Linked DNA regions of Oncorhynchus kisutch: region 1 is linked to region 2. The links are chromatin contacts, called in public Hi-C maps. All regions are on one chromosome and are shown on one strand. The core of a region is the stretch at or near the end of the contact, and the rest is flanking DNA. Distances in the headings are between cores, read along the strand shown.

What was found. A called contact is a pair of places that touch in the nucleus more often than the background predicts.
Region 1: a Hi-C map of liver shows a contact between it and region 2, with 6 times the contacts expected there. The contact joins the promoter of gpx7 here to the promoter of cpt2 in region 2. A contact is called at or near these places in 2 of 2 Hi-C or Micro-C datasets (liver and muscle).

What each region holds. Positions count from the first base shown.
Region 1 is chrLG13:16,690,411-16,693,490 of Okis_V2, forward strand. It overlaps gpx7 (glutathione peroxidase 7), which reads right to left and starts at 1,291. Exons shown (of 3, transcript XM_020497617.2): 1 at 1,068-1,291. The coding sequence starts at 1,196.
Region 2 is chrLG13:16,409,880-16,412,848 of Okis_V2, forward strand. cpt2 (carnitine palmitoyltransferase 2) reads right to left here and starts at 1,384. Exons shown (of 9, transcript XM_031785693.1): 1 at 1,178-1,384; 2 at 939-1,073; 3 at 530-610; 4 at 330-436. The coding sequence starts at 964. LOC109902810 (non-specific lipid-transfer protein-like) reads left to right here and starts at 1,382. Exons shown (of 5, transcript XM_020499462.2): 1 at 1,382-1,473. The coding sequence starts at 1,430.

The DNA.
Region 1 (3,080 bases), core at 41-2,540, 280 kb after region 2:
CATCAAAATGAAAAGTTGCTATTCCATTTCCAAAGTTTGACATTTTACACTACTCCAGAACTACTTACTACGTCAGTGCATACATTTTCATACTGGTCCCCCATGGGAATCAAACCCACAACTCTGGCATTGCATGCTCTACCAACTGAGCTACACAGGACTGTTTCATTATTTCTTTTTTAATTGAGCTTCTATGATTTTATAAATCCCTTTTGTAAAATTGTACAAAGCGCTAGAATAATACTGCACAATAATAAACTCTAAAAGGATAAATAAATAAATGTTTCGCAATAAATCCCTCATGAATGCTCCATTTAGCAGACTTTCACTTTTAATTGTGCATTGTGTTTTCGTTTATTAATAGGTTACTTGGACTTCTTAGGTCAAAAAGTGTTTGCATCAGTATCCCTGGCTGTGCACCCGGCCTTTAAATAAATGGAGCTCGGAGGTAAACACTGCGAGAGAAAAAAGGTTTTACCTGTAGTGCTCATATGGTATTGCTGTCCTCTAGTGTCAATACGACGGAACTACACGTGATAAGGATAGAAAATGGGCAGATTTGGGAACGCCTTTCTACTGTATCACTTTAAATTCTGTTCAGATTATGCAGCATGCAGACGGTCTATAAAATGTGTCCTGTGAAGTTTTAAATATGTATTAAATGGCCCACCTTTATGTTTTAAAAATATTAAATTATCACTGACTACAGAAGGGATTATAGGGTTTATGAAATAACTGCATGCAGGTTACATTATAGTCAGTAATACACAACCAGACATAACAGTTGGATCAAACTAAGGCTAGCTATTGGCCTATAAATCAATGTAGTATTCTAAGCAACGTTGGAGTCCAGCAGCAGTTGCCACGTATACAGATGATAGACACAAAGAATTTGGTCTTAAACTTAGCATTTTATTCATAAGAGTAAGATGCTATTGTTATAAAACGTGCATAGATCATACATGCCTTGTGAAAGGAAAATCCGCAGCATGCATTCACCGGTAAACAAATGGCACTTTTGCATAGGCTACCGTGCAAAAGTTGGTCGGCTCGAGTTTCAAACTTACCGAACCCCTGTATTTTTCCAAAGAGACTAATCTCCCTCTGCTATTAACAACTTTGAAAGTGTACAAATCTTTCTGTTTGGCCTCATTTAGACTGAATAAGATCAATAGCAATGTGAGGACGGAAAGCATGTCTTCTTATTTATCAATGTACAACGTAAGCAATTTACTGTAGAAGCTTCTGTGCACTGAACTTCTTCTTCTTCTGCTTCTTCTTCTTCTTATTCAAGGATTTCTGGCAGACTACATATTTTGGTGAATTGCCGCCACCTACTGTACCGGGTTTAGTGATGGGCATTCCGGTTCTTTTCAGTAAGCTCTTTTAGCTCCAAAACGGCTCTTTAACAAAAAAAATGTTTTGTATTTAAGTCAAACAGTTGCGATAGTTTGATTATGATTGGTGTTAAAACTATTCTAATTAAATTATTAAATCAAATCATACTCTACATTAACTCACAATGTATTTAAAAATGCATTAGTTTGTTATGAAAAATAATGCTATTAAACATTTGCATTTAAAGTATAACTTGTAATGTATATAAACAAAGTGCATATAAATCTAACCGTTCAAAACGAATACAATCTGAAGAGCATAATAGAATATTGCACTATATCAAAGACAAATAAATAACAATTTGCAAAACTGCAGCATCCCACTTAAAACATTAAACTGGTCCCTCTTTTCTCTCTCTTCTTTATTGCCATGTTATAACCAGCAGCACACAGCACTGCTGACCAATGCTGCTTTTATGAGAGATTTGCATTCAGAAATGCAAGCTGCCTCACTTTCGAGGGGCTGATGCAGTTTCTTCTCTCAGTAATTATTTGTCCCGTTTTCAAGAAGACCCTCTCACAGGGAACGGATGTGGCCACTATGCAGAGTCTCCCTGTCAAGACTTTAGTAAGCCGTGGGTAGACAGAGGCCTTGTTCTTCCACCAGCTCAGAGGATCTGCAGATCTTTGGAGGAGTTGCTCCTCCAAATAGGATTTGGCCTCCCTTATGGCATCTGCTGAGGGATTCCTTCGTGCTGCATCCCCAGTTGCTTTCTTGTCAAACAGCATTCAAACAACAGTTGTTTGTGGCACTACTGCTGGTGCTTCTGCTCCATCTGATCCCTCTTCTTCCTGTTGCCCTGGTGCCTGAGCCAGCTGACTGCTGGGGCTGTTCCTCCCTGCAGTTGAGGTTATTCTTAGAAGAGCCTCATCAATCCCTCTGGCATCACTGAAGGCTAACTTCTTAAACCTGAGGTCAAGTGCAGCAGTTTCTGATAGCACGTGATTATATTCCATTCTGTCCATTTATGAACATAGGGTGTCCATCAACTCTGTCACATGTCCTGTGGTTACATTTGCTTCTCTCTGGCGGCTGGCTGTGATTCGCTGCAGACCCTTACACAGGAGTATCATTTTTGAGGCTGTCACATAGCTGAAAAGAGAGAACAGTAACTTATTAGTTCAGGTTCATGTTTTGTCTACTGATACTACATTTTCAATATATATGACCAAATTATGAAAGACAAGCATTGTAATTTTGAATTACGTAAAGTAAGTGTGGAAGAGGTGAAAGAATGATTGTCTATCAACAATGACAAGCCACCGAGGTCTGACAACTTGGATGGAAAATTACTGAGGATAATAGTGGAAGATATTGCCACTCAACCAGTGCCTTCGGAAAGTATTCAGACCCCTTGACTTTTTCCAATTTTGCCAAGGGTGGTATGCCAGAAGCATACCACCCTGCATACCACTGCTGGCTTGCTTCTGAAGCTAAGCAGGGTTTGTCCTGGTCAGTTCCTGGATGGGAGACCAGATGCTGCTGGAAGTGGTGTTGAAGGGCTAGTAGGAGGCACTCTTTCCTCTGGTCTAAAAAAATATCCCAATGCCCCAGGGCAGTGATTGGGGACACTGCCCTGTGTAGGGTGCCGTCTTTCGGATGGGACGTTAAACGGGTGTCCTGACTCTCTGAGGTCATTAAAGATCCCATGGCACTTATTGTAAGAGTTGGGGTGTTAACCC
Region 2 (2,969 bases), core at 134-2,633:
TTCTCTTGATAAGGGCGTGAATTTGACAATTTTCCCGTAGAGTACTTTAGGGTGTCAGGGAAAATACATGGAGTAAAAAGTACATTATTTTCTTTAGGAATGGTGTGAAGTAAAAGTTATCAAAAATATAAATAGCAGATACCCTCCAAAAACGACTTAAGTAGTACTTGAAAGTATTTTTACTTCAGTAGTTTACACAACTGGTATTTTGGCGCATGTGACAAATACAATTTGATTAGAAAATACAGGGTTCTATGTACGAACAATGGTTATTTCAAAGTTACATAGGTTAATATTGTGAGGTTTCTGTTAAAATGGGAAAATCATACCCGATATGTAACTGGTGTGCTTGTTCTGCTTGTCTTGCGCTACCAGCTCCTCATGAATTTGTTTCCCCACTCCATTCTCAAAGTCACGGGCCAGTTTCTCTGTGGTACTGAAAACATATTGAATGTGTGGGTGACAAATCATTTACAAGGCACCACCTCAAGTGTTAAGTGTGAGTAACTGGAAGGTGACTGGTGCTTACCTGAACTGGTCGTCATCTAGAAGAGGCCGCTGAGCAGCCAGATACCTTTTGATTGTATCCTCCAGTTTTGGAACTGGTAGCCTGTAGAATTTTGCATTGTTATTGTATCTGAAATAAATGCGTAACTACGGCAGTGCATGGTACATATTTACAAACAGCTCCCTCCAGTGGCTATCCTGTATCTCATTCGGATCTATATGCACTTTCACCTACATTCCCTTTCGTGCCATGAACAGTCACCTACTTACAGATTTAGAACTGGTTTTTAGCAAACTTGATATATTTCAGGGAAAATATATTATTGTCTAAGGTGTGATACTAACAACGATTGACAAGGCATTAGGAGGAGTTATGAAGTAACTAAATAACCAAAACATGCTATAAATGAAATTCACATTTGTTTACATACCTGGGTAAACTCTTCTGGTAGTGCATTGTAGGCACGATGCTTTTATGCAGGTACTCTCTATCTTCGCTGCTGTAGCTTCGTTTGTTTGTCAGTGCTGTAGACGTGCTTCTCAGAGGCTTCAGATTCCCAGGTTTTCTGAGTGTGGCACAAAACTGCATGGTGAGCAAATTCGCCATGTCTACTAGTAAAATAATTTCCTATTCTCACAGAAAGGGAAGGATCGGATAGAGAGAACTTGCAGTGCTAAGTGCTGTATAATTTCCTTGATTACAAGCGTAATCAATCAATGAATGAGTTAGCTCTCCCGACTGCCCAGTAGATACGTCCTTCTTCTAAAGCTTCCCCTCTTGCTGCCTAGTAGGATGACAATAGAGACAGACAGAAATACATTGACAAGAATTTGTAACAGCGGAAGGAGGAAGTGTTTTACAGGATATTGACACCTTGTGGTACGTCAGCGGGGGAACATTACCCACTATAGTTTGTTTCCTATGGCGCACTGCAGACCTCTGTTTACATTTACTGTACAGACAAAGTAAGTTTCGTATACATGATTAATCTCACACACAACATAATGATAAATAGTGTACATGTTTGCTACTCAAGGTGATGTTTTCCTCATAATAATATGTTTTTATTTTTAAAATTCGGGGTTATTGTAGATCTTTGCCTGACCACAATGTGACAAATAGAAAGGGTTCAAGCAAATGTTTTTTATGACTATTTTCTGAAACGAAAATAGACAAAAGTTCAGTTTTAGTACAATATTTATACTATACCAGCAGAGGGCAGCATACGCTTGATCGTTGAATAGTTTGGTTTGGCCACAGCAAGCGTTCGCTCAATGCTGTGCTGCTGTGCTCCCCCTATCTAAAACAACAGACTATCACTCGCAGCAGTAAGCAGTCGGCAGTAGCAAAACATTGTCTGGCTTACCTCGGCGTGGAAAACTGTTAGCCTATCATTTCTGTTGGGCGAGAGAGTAATCAAGCCAGCTTGAGTTTGACGCTCTGCCTTAAATCCCACCTGCCCCCAGCAGCAGCCAATGCATCCATCAATTTCGCCTCCCTGGATCCATCCCTCACCCTAGCTCCCTGCCCTAAGAGTGTGACTGTTCATAGCCCCCATTAGACTGATGCGATTTTCTGCTGTTATGTTTGCCTCCATTCTGCAGATTACAAACGGGTCGACCCGGCCTGGCCTGTGCATAAACAGCAGTCATTTGCTAACACCCCTGCCCCCACGTCCTCTCACATAGCCTCTCGATCCCAACACTCTTAGAAAAAAGGTGCTCTGCAGAAATATATAGAGTTCTTTAGTTTATTCCCACAGGATTCCTATTTGATTCAGCCATGCCTCATTGCCCTTCCAACATTTCCTAATCTTCCACCCCTTCTAATGCGACTAACCCCGATGTCTTTTTCCCCTGCCCCGCTACAACATTTCTCCCTATAGGCAGTCAACTGAGTCTGAAGTGCTAAAGGATCTCTTTAAATTTGACCCCCAAAAACCATCTGGCGACTCCGGGATGCTGGCCTTCTAGGCAGAGTTGCAATGAAAAAGCCATATCTCAGACTGGCCAATAAGAAGAAAGGATTAAGATGGGCAAAAGAACACAGACACTGCTCTGAGAGGAACACTGCCTAGAAGGCCAGCATCTCAGTCGCCTCTTCACTGTTGACGTTGAGACTGGTGTTTTGCGGGTACTATTTAATGAAGCTGCCAGTTGAGGACTTGTGAGCTGTCTGTTTCTCAAACTAGACACTCGAATGTACTTGTCCTCTTGCTCAGTTGTGCACCGGGTCCTCCCACTCCTCTTTTTATTCGGTTAGGGCCAGTTTGCTCTGTTCTCTGAAGGGAGTAGTACACAGCTTTGTACAAGATCTTCAGTCTCTTGGCAATTTCTTGCATGGAATAGCCTTCATTTCTCAGAATATGAATAGACTGACGAGTGTCAGAAGAAAGATATTTGTTTCTGGCCATTTTGAACCTGTAATCAAACCCACAAATGCGGATGCTCCAGATACTCAA